2 separate regions of the Mus musculus genome follow, and region 1 is linked to region 2. Evidence: chromatin contacts called from public promoter capture Hi-C data. All regions are on one chromosome and are shown on one strand. The core of a region is the stretch at or near the end of the contact, and the rest is flanking DNA. Distances in the headings are between cores, read along the strand shown.

What was found. Promoter capture Hi-C pulls out the DNA fragments that hold promoters and counts their contacts.
Region 1: a contact with region 2 is called in a promoter capture Hi-C map of pre-B cells. The contact joins the promoter of Ddx18 here to the enhancer-like site in region 2. A contact is called at or near these places in 4 of 39 promoter capture datasets (the HPC-7 cell line, hippocampal neurons, liver and 1 more) and 2 of 115 datasets of contacts at active chromatin or transcription factors (large pre-B cells and pro-B cells).

What each region holds. Positions count from the first base shown.
Region 1 is chr1:121,563,495-121,569,587 of GRCm38.p6, forward strand. Ddx18 (DEAD box helicase 18) reads right to left here and starts at 4,486. Exons shown (of 13, transcript NM_025860.3): 1 at 4,297-4,486; 2 at 2,387-2,674; 3 at 999-1,109. The coding sequence starts at 4,381.
Region 2 is chr1:120,273,405-120,280,028 of GRCm38.p6, forward strand. No RefSeq gene overlaps it. Among named protein-coding and RNA genes, the nearest start is that of Steap3, 18 kb to the left of the region's middle. Within about 2 kb of position 2,052, at least 4 of the 459 cell types and tissues checked have an H3K27ac peak or open chromatin away from gene starts, as enhancers often do. A contact at or near this core is called in pre-B cells, where this site is marked.

The DNA.
Region 1 (6,093 bases), core at 3,236-5,735, 1.3 Mb after region 2:
TAAATCAACCATCCAGCCAGAGTTCAGAAAGACCTAGAATAAAGGTGAGCTTATTCAGCTATACGTCTAAGATACTGAAAACATTCTAGGCCTAGATAAGCTTCCAGGACTTGGCCCAGGTTAGCAGACAGAAGCAGTAAGCCTCGGAGACAACAGTTACCGCAGGGGAGTAAGCTGCTTTTACAGAAGGTAGTATGCGTTCAGGGCACTCTTGACTTCTATCTTGAACGTCAGCAAACTTATTGGGATACAGCCCCACTGTCAAAAAGGAACATCTAAATTGGCACTGGGCTGGAGAATTCTTTTTGTGTGTGTGTGTGTGTGGGGGGGTGGGGGGATTAAATTCAGGACCTTGTGTATGCTGGTCAAGTGGTTATCCTATGTAACTCAAGATGATGTGTGGCACCTCCACACTACAGATGTCAGGACTACCCAGTCAGGCTTGGAATGTACAACCTCTGGTGCTAACGTGGACATTTCTGAGAAAAGCTTGTTGCTTGACTTGGGATGCCAAACTGTCCTGGCTAAGAATCACTTCTGTAACTTCTGCATTTTCTCTGTAGACTGCACTCAGTACAGTACCAAGTGACTTAGCGATCTCATTTACACATTAAAATACTGGCGTCAGACCTCAGCAGGAAGCAAGCAAGCAAAATCTCCCAAGAACAGATCAAACAACTCCTACTACTAATTCTGGGTAGAGCAACAGATTCCAGCCTAAATTCTTAAATCCCAGAAGCTGTGAGAATATGAAGCACTTTAAATATTAGGAACATAGAGAAAGGGAAAAAAGCGGGTGGGTGGGGTATGGCGAGTGGAGGGGGAGGGGTTTGGAGAAAAGTGCCTAGGTACCACAAAACAGAAGATAAAGGAAAACTGCACAAAGATATAAAACTCACTGGTGGCTGGTAATTAAAGGTCACAACAGGACCTTTAGTCATGCAGAGAAATGGTGACATTTCTAAGACAAGACACCTGGAAAAGTCCCTGGCCATCACCTGTCAGTCCTAGGGGCAGGCTGGGCACCTCGCTGTCATCTGCCTTTTTCACATCATCTTCTGGTTCCTCACAAGCCTCAGCACTTTCTTCAGTTTTCGCTTTTTTTGTATCTTGGTTTAAAAAACAAACAAACAAAAACCGTTTTATACTTAACCAATGGGAAAAGAAGATCTGTAATGTAAAGAAATACATTTTTCAAAGCTTAACATTATTTGATACTTGTTACAAACTTTTTTTCAGGGAGAGGCTTGTTTAATATTTAAACTTTGGGGGTATAAATGATTTGCAAATAAAACAGTGTTTTAAAGTTTCTTAAAACATTACAGTATTCCAGATTAGAAAAGGATCACCCCTGTGATGGGCGTGGTGGGGCACGCCTTTAATCCCAGCACTCGGGAGGCAGAGGCAGGTGGACTTCTGAGTTCGAGGCCAGCCTGGTCTACAGAATGAGTTCCAGGACAGCCAGGGCTACACAGAGAAACCCTGTCTCGAAAAACAAACAAACAATCAAAAAAACCCAAAAAACAAAAAAGGATCACCCCACCCCCACAACAACAATTATCTGTGTAGCCCTTCCTGACTGTCCTGGAGCTCAACTTACTAGACTGGCCTTGAACGAAGATTTGCCTGCCCCTGTCTCCTGGGTGCTGGGATTGACAGCGTACACTAACACCGCCTGCCTCTAAAGAAGGGTATTTGAAATCCCACTAAGCAGTATCAGGGCAGCAATTGTGAGTTTCACACTTCAGGAGGAAAGAGGCACATGTTCGACTAAGGCACACAGTGCCCTGTACTATCTGCTCACTTGAAAAATCAATGTCTTATTTATTCACAACTTTCCTACAAGTTATCTTACAGACTCTGCAAGTAAGTACTTATGGGGAAGAGGGCTTACAAAAATATATGGGCAAAAGACAAGTAAATCAAGAGATCAAAGAATGATTAATGTGAAGTACCTTCACACAGAAAAGCCTGGGAGATACTTCCCATCACCATCATCCCATCACCATCATAGATCCATGTTGTGTTCGAAATCACGGAAATATACAAACCCAAAAGACTATGTGATGATAGATCCAGTTTATTTACAAAGCCCAATGAACTGCTCCCTAAAACCCATAGTGGAGTATTATAAATCTAAAGAAATTCTTATCAAATTTGAACTTTTCCCAAGGGCAGCTAACTTAAAACACATACAAATCTAGGGAAAACCTAAAACCCACTTCCCTTGTCTACCAATAAAAGGTGTCTTTTAGCTCCCAGGGTAGACTCATGGTGGTGAGCATAGGGGATGCTTCACACATACAACAATAGAGAAAAGTGACCAAGAGCTGAAAAGCTATCTGAATGACCAATATTAAAACAAAACAAAACACCAAAAACCTACCAGGCCCGGCATCATTTGCCATTTTCCTCTTTTTCTTCTTTTTCTTTTTTACTTCTGAATCAGGAGGTGGTGTTGGTGCTGCTTCTCCGTTGGCTAAAGTTGTGAGTTTCTGGGGTGACTTTTTAACTTTGCCATTTTCCAAGGTCTCCTCAGGCATGCCTCCACTTTGTGCTTCTGCTGAGTCCACAGGCACAGAACGTTTCAGGGCCTTTTTCACTTTTCCACCTTTTCCTGTTTCTTTAGGCACATCTCCATTTTGAGGTTGGGACAGGCTTGTGTCTGATGTTTCTGTTTAAAAACAGAACTTACACTGTGACAAGAGAAAGCTTACTTATAAACACTGACCTTCACAGGAGAAATTATGGGTTTTCTGGAACCCCAATCATTTAGTTTTTCTTGTATGTTCACTGTTAAAACCAAATATTGGTACTCTATTATAGAAAAGGCACATTTTCTTTATGGAAAAAAAAAATGTCAGTAAAGGAAAGTTGTTTTAACTTCAAAAGACCCTATCTGTTTACGGCTATATAGAAATTTGTGACAGAAAAATGTCAGCAAGATCACATAATTAAATCAAATGATTAGTAAACAGCAATGAGGAGAAATATATATTTTAACATTAAGCATTTGGCCTGCTGGTGTTGGCACACACCTTTAGTCCTAGTACATGAAAGGCAGAAGCTGGTGGATCTCTATGAGTTTGAGGCCAGCCTGGTATACAGAGCTAGTACTGGAACAGCCACGGCCAAGTGTCTGATAAATATAACTGAATGATATTTACTTCGCATTCCCACAATTATTACTTATATAATTTCACTTCATTCAAACCCAACTTTCCTAGACTTTGGTGAACTGAAAATTCAGTAAACGAAAACCACTCATTAAAACCCTATTAAAGCCCCAAACTATCCTCACAAGTTTTCCATTTTCATACAAAGAGAATGAAGGCAACACCATCTTTAATTTACATCATTACCCACACCAAGAAGTAGCTACTAAGTAGCATTAATTATTCTACAGGTACTAAGTGAAGGAACATCAATACTTTTGCCTAAAATCCACCATCCCCTCTGGGATGTCTTTCAAATACTATCTGTTGAAAATTGCGTGGGTCTAGACAATTATTCAGCGATCCTCAACATACTGATCTCTCGACCCCCCAACCCCCACTACAGTTGTCTCATACCAGATATTTACATTACGATTCATAATAGCAAAATTACAGCCATGAAGTAGCAACGAGGTTATTTTATGGTGTGTGTGTGTCAACACAATATGAGGAACTGTATTAAAGGGGTACAGCATTACAAAGGCTAAGAACCCCTACAGGTAGGTAACCTAAACAAGCTACAGAAACTGCAACAAGAAAGTGACATGTGTAAATTTTTCATTTAAGCCCTTGTGCCAAAACCAAGACGTTAAGGAATTCACTAAGTTGTGCGCGACAAAAAACACTGGGAGGGTTCTGCCTAACATATGAAGAGGATCGCTGCAGGAATGAAAAGAACGGGTTTGGGGGAGAGAGCTGTATCACTGGGAAAGCTCCGAGGAAAACAATTCGTAAGTTTGGGCAGGGGATGAGATCGAGCAATTAAGTGAAAGTCGGGAACCGTAATGGATACAAAGTTCTACGTGGGGACTAAAGATGCTGATGGGGGGGTCTAGGGTAATCTGCAGGTTTTCTTGCCAATAGAAAGTTGGGGAAGAAAGTCCGAGGCCTCCCGCTTTCACCCTGAGTCGAGAAAGCCACGCCGGCAAAGGGCAGAACCAATGAAGGGTCCACGGGGGCTGGGACCCAGGCGGCCTGCTCGTGCCGCGCATCCCCGGCTCCCGCCGGAAGCTGCCCAGCGCACCGCCGAGTTCCTGGGTTCCCCACGTCGTTCGCCAGTGCGGGGTTCAGCACAGCTCACCTTGCAGCTTCAGGTTTCGCTGCCGCAGCTTGGCATTCCGCTTCTCGATCTTCCTGCGCAGGAGTTTCATCTGTAACTGCGACATCTTGCCAGGCCGCCCAGCCGTCTGCACCGAGACAGATGCACGTGCGCAATTGCAAGTCGGAAGTGTACCGCTGGAGCCTGCGGACCCGCGGGGCGGAAATGCTTCGGGCGGAAACAGTTCCTGGTGAGAGCTGGGTTCCCTTTGGAGACCGAATTTCCTGCAGCGCCCCCTGGCGACTGGAGGACGACTCGTTGTGAACCCGTTCGCCTTGCTAATGGCCCCAGAGTTTTACAAACCAAGACTGCACAATAAAAAAGCCGATTGGAAGACGGAATTCCTTGTGGCTCAGAAGAGTCTCTTTCCCTTCACTGCTAGAGAGGTGCCAGTATCCTGTCAGAAGAGGTTTAAGTCTTAAAACCTTCTTGGGAGACGGGGATGGTGGTGTTCACCTTTAGTCTCAGCGTGAGGGAGGCAAGAGCAAGTGGATCTCTGAGCTGAGACCAGCCTGGTCCACAGGGCAGCACTCCACCCCTCCACCCCAGTGCCTTCCAAACAAAACAAAAAGACTAAAGAAACAAAAACAAAAACCCAACAACAAACCCACTTCAATTTGGACCCTGTATCACACAAACGTCTTTTCTCACCGTATAGTTTTCCCTCAATTTTTCAGGGCGTTGCACTCTTCTTTTCTTTTCTTTTCTTTTCTTTTCTTTTCTTTTCTTTTCTTTTCTTTTCTTTTCTTTTCTTTTCTTTTTTTCTCTTTTCTTTTCTTTTCTTTTTTTCTCTTCTCTTCTCTTCTCTTCTCTTCTCTTCTCTTCTCTTCTCGTCTCTTTCTTTCTTTCTTTTTCTTTCTTTCTTTCACTTTTGTGCTAGTTTGCGGTAGATGTATGGTGAATGACATAGGTAAAACACTGAATTTTTACACAACTTCCACGAAGACAGAAACACAGTTACAGAAAACATACCGACAGGGAAGTTCGTGCGCTGCCTGAGAAAGATCCTGGTTTCAGGATGGACATTTGGGTGATGTCTTCCTTCAGCCTCCATTGTGCATAGATTGTGTGTGTGTGTGTGTGTGTGTGTGTGTGTGTGTGTGTGTGTGTGTGTGTGTGTGTGACAGAGAGAGAGAGAGAGAGAGAGAGAGAGAGAGAGAGAGAGAGAGAGAGAGAGTCAGCAGTCAGTCAGTCCCGGGATGGGCATGCAGATAGAGTCTTTAATTCAGTATTGCAGTTCTGGGTATTGAACCCAGGGCCTCTTTCATGTCAGTCACCATTCAATGGAGCTACACATTACTCCTAAGTCTATAGAAGTATTATAATTGGGGCTGAGGAGATGCCTTAGTCTATAAAGTGATTGCCTTGCAAATACAAGCCCTGAGTTCCATCTACCTCTCATAGGAAGAAAGCCAGTTGTACTGGTGCTCAGAGGCCAGCATCCCTGTAAGACCAGGTCTAGGAGAAACCATGTCTCAAGATGGATAGTGACTGACATCTGTGATGGCTATTCTTGTTGTCAAATTGACTACCTCTGGAATGAACTACAATCCAGAAAAGGAGGGCACACCCGTGAAAGATTATTTTTCTTGGTCTAAAGTGGGTGAATACACTTCTAGTTCAGACCTTTGAGGGAAGAAGACAAACACATTTGATCTGGATCTTAAGGCTGGAAGGTACACATTTAATCTGGGCCACATCTTCCACTGGAAGGTATAAGGACATGAACATGGTCTTTGCCTGCTTGCCTTGGTCTTGCTAGCCCATCTTTTCTTCACT
Region 2 (6,624 bases), core at 802-3,301:
TTCCAATCCTTTCAAAGAGTTCCACTCCCTTGCAACTAACATTTAAATACATGAGTTTATGGAGCCCATCTTATTCAAACACCCACAGATTACTTATGCTTGAGGGGTTACTGACAGGAGAAGAAATGACACAAGTAGAGCTTCATTGTCTATGCTCACCAAAAAGCTGAAACCTGGAACTCACAACACAGCCCCCAGGCAACTCAGTGGGCTGAAGAGTATCCTTTCTAGGTGGTGTAGTTGGCCTAAGCCCTTTCCAGGATGCTCAGTTTCCAGGCAGCAGATCTGGTATCAGTTTTCTTTGAAGCTTGTTTGATAGCAACTCTCAGTAGCCTTTATTGTTTACTCTTGGAAAGGGAGACCCTAGTGAATCCTGTCAGCTTCAGGGACTTCCTGAAGCTATTTTGAGTTGGCTACTCTCTGTCTTAGGAACTTCCCTTCAGGATAGAATGTCGCAGTCTCAAAGAAAACTGTTATAGAACAACTTTTTACTATTATTTGTGTGTTTTATTGGCTTTTTGAGGTCTGGTGACCCAGCCTGGCCTGTTAGGGATATCAAGGTCACTCTGCAAAAAAGGGGGCTGGGAAGAAAAGGTACAGATGAGGAAGGCCTGGCTTGCCTTTGCTGGCAGTGAGATCTAGGGAACACTGAAGAGGACAGTATCTGTGGTACACAAGTGACACTGTGTTGTCTGCTTGCTACACAGCAGAGACTGCATTTTGCATTAAGTGTTATAGCTATGTTCTTTCATTTAATCTTTTTTAGAATTAAGTGCACTTTGCCCATGTTCAAACAAGAACTCTGAGGCATGAGAAGGCTAAGACAGCTGCATGGTATGGACAGTTGGCAGTCAAATCCATGGACTTGCTTGTCATTCCCTTCTAGTTGTCTTTGTTAACTCCAGAAGTGACTCTGTTCTTCCCAGCTGTGAGACATTGGACCCAAAAAGGAAGTTTGGGGATGAGGCTTAGTTGGCTCAGTACTTTCCTAGCATGCAGAAACTCTGCCTCCATCCATCCGCAGCACCACACAAGTCAGGCACCCAGAACTTGGGAAATTGAGGCAGGAAGCTCAGAAGTTCGGGATCATCCCTGGCAATGTGGCAAGTTCAAAGACAGCCTAGGACTACATGACACTCTGTCACAAAGCAGAATGGAAGAAATTTTGGGATAATTAGCAACAGCCAGGTGGATGAGTCCTTGTATCTTGAAGCTTCTCAGAAGGCACGATAGATCTTGTGGGTTGGCAACTTGTCCTCAAGGCTAATTCAGAGTTCATATTCAGAGTTCAAAATAGCTGCCTGCAGCTGCCCCTTGGCCCAGACTGAACAAGCCGTTTAACCAAGATCAGATTTGCCTGGTGTCTACAGGAGGGAGAGGTGACTGCTGCCTGGCACCCAGTTTCTGGCATAGAAAGCACTGCCTTCCAGCGCTTGCTTTTCTTTTCTGTAGCAGTCAGGGGAGAGCATTACAGAGGAAGTTGCTCCCAGAGTACAGAAACGCCTTGAGGCCAAACAAGGTCCCACAGAAGCATATCAAAGAGCCGGAATTTGAGGTTCCAGATTCTATATTACATGTGTATACGCATGTGTATGTGTGTGCATACGAGTGTGTGTGTATGTATGTGCACACTCAAGTGCCTGTGTACATTGGTAAGCATGTGTGTAATGGTCAGAAGACATCCTAAGGTGTCATTCCTTAGGTGCTAACATCCTTTAGTCTGTCTCTCACTAACTGGACATAGTCATTAATAAATACCCTTTAAGCATCCAGGGAGCACCTGTTTCCAGCTCCCATCAAGCCACTTTTGGTATCTCAAATGTGCCCGATTGTGCCTGGCTTTTTATGTGGGTTATGGAAATCCAAGCTCCCATCCTTACACTTGTTAGGCAAGTGTTTTACTAACTGAGTCATCTCCCAGTCCCATGATGCTCCTTTATGGAAGACAGAGCTGCCTGAATGAAATGATAGGCAACAAGACCCACGGGGAAATAGAGTACTGTGCGGTTATGCAAATGACATGCAAATGAGGCTGCCCTTAGGGTGGGTACCCAGGGATAGTGGCAGCTGGTTGGGGATGGTGTGCCCCCTCTCTTTTCCTACTGACTTTGCTTTAAGCCTCTGAGGACTTTACAGGGACATGTCCACTGGCTTCCTACTGCACAGTTCCTCTTCCCAATGGGCTTCAGCAGGAGACAAAAGCAACTATAGAGCATGCACTGTGAGTAGGTTCCACAGAGCCAGGACTCTGAGAGACAACAGAGGGGCAGCCTTAAGTGTATCTTTAGGCTCAGCATAGTCAGTTTCAGGAGTGACTTCATTTATGATGTAGCATTGTGGTGCTCGGAAAGATGGCTGTGAGGTTTCTTGTCCCATAGCTGGAAGCAGGAGCCGTTCCACAGTTCCACCTACACTGCCTGCCTGATGGCTTGCTGCCATTGTAACATCACTGTTGTTTGTTTGTTTGTTTGTTTCGAGACAGGGTTTCTCTGTGTAGTCCTGGCTGTCCTGGAACTCACTCTGTAGACCAGGCTGGCCTCGAACTCAGAAATCTGCCTGCCTCTGCCTCCCGAGTGCTGGGCTCAAAGGCGTGCGCCACCACGCCCCAGCTTCATCACTGTTTAAGATACAGATGTGGTATGGTCATAGGCATGTGTACATGTGTGTGTGTGTCAGTGCTACAGTGATTGCCTAGCATGTGTGTGAGGCCCTGGGTTCCATTTTCAGTACCAGGGAAAGAGGGAGGGAGGCACTGGAGGGAGAGAGGAAAAGAAAGGAATTTGTGATGGTTTGTATATGCTTGGCCCAGGGAGTGGCACTATTAGAAGGTGTGGCCCTGTTGGAGTAGGTGTGGCCTTGTTTGAGTAGGTGTGTCACTGTGGGATTAGGCTAATACCCTTGTGTTAGCTGCCTGGAAGCCAGTATTCTGCTAGCAGCCTTCAGATGAAAATGTAGAACTCTCAGTTCCTCCTGCACCATGCCTGCCGGGATGCTGCCATGATCTTGCCTTGATGATAAAGGACTAAATTTCTGAACCTGTAAGCCAGCCCCAATTAAATGCTCTTTATAAGAGTTGTCTTGGTTATGATGTCTGTTCAAAGCAGTAAAACCCTAATTAAGACAGAATTAAATGTTAGAAATAGCTGCTGTGCTGTGTGAAATAGCTCTGTGTGTGTGCACGCGTGAGCATGCACGCGCTCACAAGCGTGTACGCACATGCACAGTTATGGGGTCATCTTAGATCCTCTCTGATAGTCTTTCCTACCGTATGGGAGGCCTAGGCCTCCTGAACACAGCAGTCTAGCTGTCACCCCTGTCCCTGGCTCAGAGACTGTTTCTCATAAAGCATGAAAACTTTCCATTGGAGCCTTTAAGTCTGTTTTAGTTTGTTTTGTTCTGTTCCTTGGTGGAAGGAAGTACCCAGGTCTTGTGCGGGCTCAGCAAGTGCTTTACTATTGTGCTGCACCCTTAGCCTTTGCTCTCTTCAGACAGTTTGACTATAACTTGGGGGGCTGACTTGGAAGTCACTATGTAGCCCAGGCTAGGCTTGAAGTCCAGATCTTATGCCTTAGCCTCTTCACATCTGGGATTATTAATGTGTGTCCCCGTGTCTGCCTGTTGACTGTAAGTCAGTCCTGTCCAGGCAGGACATTGTGCTCCAACATAGTTAGAGTAGGGTCTTCTGGATGTAGAAAATGGAGTTATTCACGTAGCTAATCTCTGGGAAAGAAGCTCATGTCGGAGCTTGGAATAGTCTTTGACTTGGGGAGGGAGGCCTCTCAGGTCTGAAGACCTCTTGGTCTGGAGATAGAAGAGATTCTATTTGGCAGAGGGGTTGAGCGGCTACTTCCCTTCTCATGCCCACTTCCCCCTCAGGTACGGAGTCATGTAGATTCAGGTAGGAAATGAGTGAATCTCTGTAGCCAGCCTTGAGGCCTGTGACCTCAGGGCTGAAAACACACACACACACACACACACACACACACACACACACACACTGAACTTCATAGGTATTTGGCTCAAAGTCATGACTGGCTGGTTGGACCATCAGGGATATCATCCTTCTCCCAAGCAAGCGGGCTCCATGGTCCTCACTGGAGAGACCCTGTCTCAGGGGGTCACTCACCTCATGAGACACCAGTGCCAGGATCTGAGGCCGGAGGAAAGATCCTTAGAAGGCTCCGGAGACAGTTATTTGGGGTGGGGCCAGGGGGCACTCAGAATCACAGTGGAGAGGTGAAGTGTGTAGTGTGTAGTTTTGCTCTCTCTACCTGCCTTTAGCTCTGGGAGGTGACCAAGCTACCTGCCTCCTTCCGGCTTCCCTTAAATCAGAGGATAAGACACACCCACAGTTTTTTCTTTTCAACTTGCCTTCTTTGCACAATTGCTGGGCACTACTATCTCCTGCCTGGAAAAGCGTGTTCTCACCAACATGGTGACTTACAACCAGCTGTAACTCCAATCCTGGGGGATCCAATGCCCTCTTCTGGCTACTGTGAACACTGCACACATGTGGTACATACAACCAGGCAAAAACTCATACATGTAAAACAAAATTAAATATGTCTTAAAAAAACAAAACATGAAAACCAAAAACTAAAAAACCAAAAATCTTCAGGCCAGCACTGGGCTTCTCTCTGTGAAGCATGTCGAGTGTTCCATTGACATCATACTTGTGTAGCTATATCATCTAAACAGAAACCTTCCCTCCAGGGGAAGGAAGACATGTAAGACTCAGGAAGTAAACAAAAATTACAAGGCTTGAAAGCTCCAAAAGGTACAAGATTCACAAGGCCCCTAGGGTGGTTGGAATAGGTTTGGCCCTCATAGACTCATGTGTTTGAGTGCTTGACCCATAGGGAGTGGCACTATTAGCAGGTGAGGCATTATTGGAGGAGGTGTGGCCTTGTTAGCAAAAGTGTGTCACCACGGTGTGTGTGTGTGTGTGTGAACTTTGAGGTTCCTATTCTCTTCCTGGCTGCCTTTGGATTAAGATGTAGAACTCTCAGCTCCTTCTTCAGCACCATATCTGCCTATATGCTTCCATGCTTCCTGCTATGATGATAATGGACTGAACCATAAGCCAGCCCCTGTGAAATGTTGTCTTTTATAAGAGTTGCCTTGGTCATAGTGTCTGTTCACAACAATGGAACCCTAAGACAGCCCCTCTCCTAGGTTATGTAAGCAGTGACAGTTGCTGAGGAGAGGTGGCTGTTGTAGACCTATCGCTGGGTCCTGCAGGGGCCTCAGAGTACCCCCCCCCCTTTTTTGAGTCACTACCTGTGCTGTCTGTCACCCATGTCCCTGTTATATCTAGGAACTTGCCCATGAGCCTATATAAATCCATTCCTTCACCAAGCTAGACTTGGATGCAACTGTTTCTTGGGCCTGTCCTGGTACTTTGTCCAGGGTGAACAGACGTACATTCTTATCTCCCCAGGAAAAGTTAGTTACATGATTGTTAGAAGAGCTCAGAAATGCCTATTTCTCAGTTGAGAATATTTAAATAACAGTTTTTTTCTTACTTTATGGCAAGTAGCAGAAAGTAAGTTGGAACTTTCTTGGATGTAAACATTCATTCTTGTCATCCATTCAGCCAGTTCCTCGGGCAGTGTCGGGAATGGAAACCCAAGTCCTCTGCGGGCAGGCAAGCATGGTGCCACCGAGCACTAGTGTTTGTGTTTTAAATGTTTTACACGATATCTGTTAAAGATAAACATAAACAAACAGCTTTTCAGGAGCTGGGGAGATGGCTCCGGGCTTAAAAGCACTTGCTGTTCTTACTGAGGTGGGAGTTCAGGTCCCAGAACCCACAGTGACTATAGACCTAAGAGATCAGAAGCCTTTTTTTCTGATTCCAGAGCCTCTTTCATGCACACACACAGACATAACGACCCTAACTGTAACCCTGACCCTTGTAAGTGCTTCTATGACATCGCCATCGCCCTCTTCATCGGGATTCCCGACTGCTGCTATGGTTTTAAATAGATTTTATTGTTTAAGCAGTACATTTAGGAAAACCTGAAAAATATATAAAAAGCATGCATATAAATAATTGCACAGCCAGACACATTAACTGAAAACAGTAAAGAAATGAAAGTCAGGGGCTGGTGAGATGGCTCAGTGGGTAAGAGCACCCGACTGCTCTTCCGAAGGTCTGAAGTTCAAATCCCAGCAACCACATGGTGGCTCACAACCATCTGTAACAAGATTTGATGCCCTCTTCTGGAGTGTCTGAAGACTGCTACAGTGTACTTACATATAATAAATAAATAAATCTTTAAAAAAAAAAAAAAAGAACACTGTCTGCTCTTCCAGAGGTCCTGAGTTCAATTCCCAGCAACCACATGGTGGCTCACAACCATCTGTAAAGAGAACTGATGCCTTCTTCTGGTGTGTCTAAAGACAGCGATAGTGTACTCACATACATGAAATAAATAAATATATCTGAAGAAGAAGGAAGAAGAGGAAGAAGAAGAAGGAAGAAGAGAAAGAAGAAGAAGAAGAAGGAAGAAGAAGGAAGAAGAAGGAAGAAGAAGGAAGAAGAAGGAGGAAGAAGAAGGAAGAAGGAAGAAGAAGAAGGAAAAAAAAGAAATGAAAGTCAGAAATATCATGAGATATACA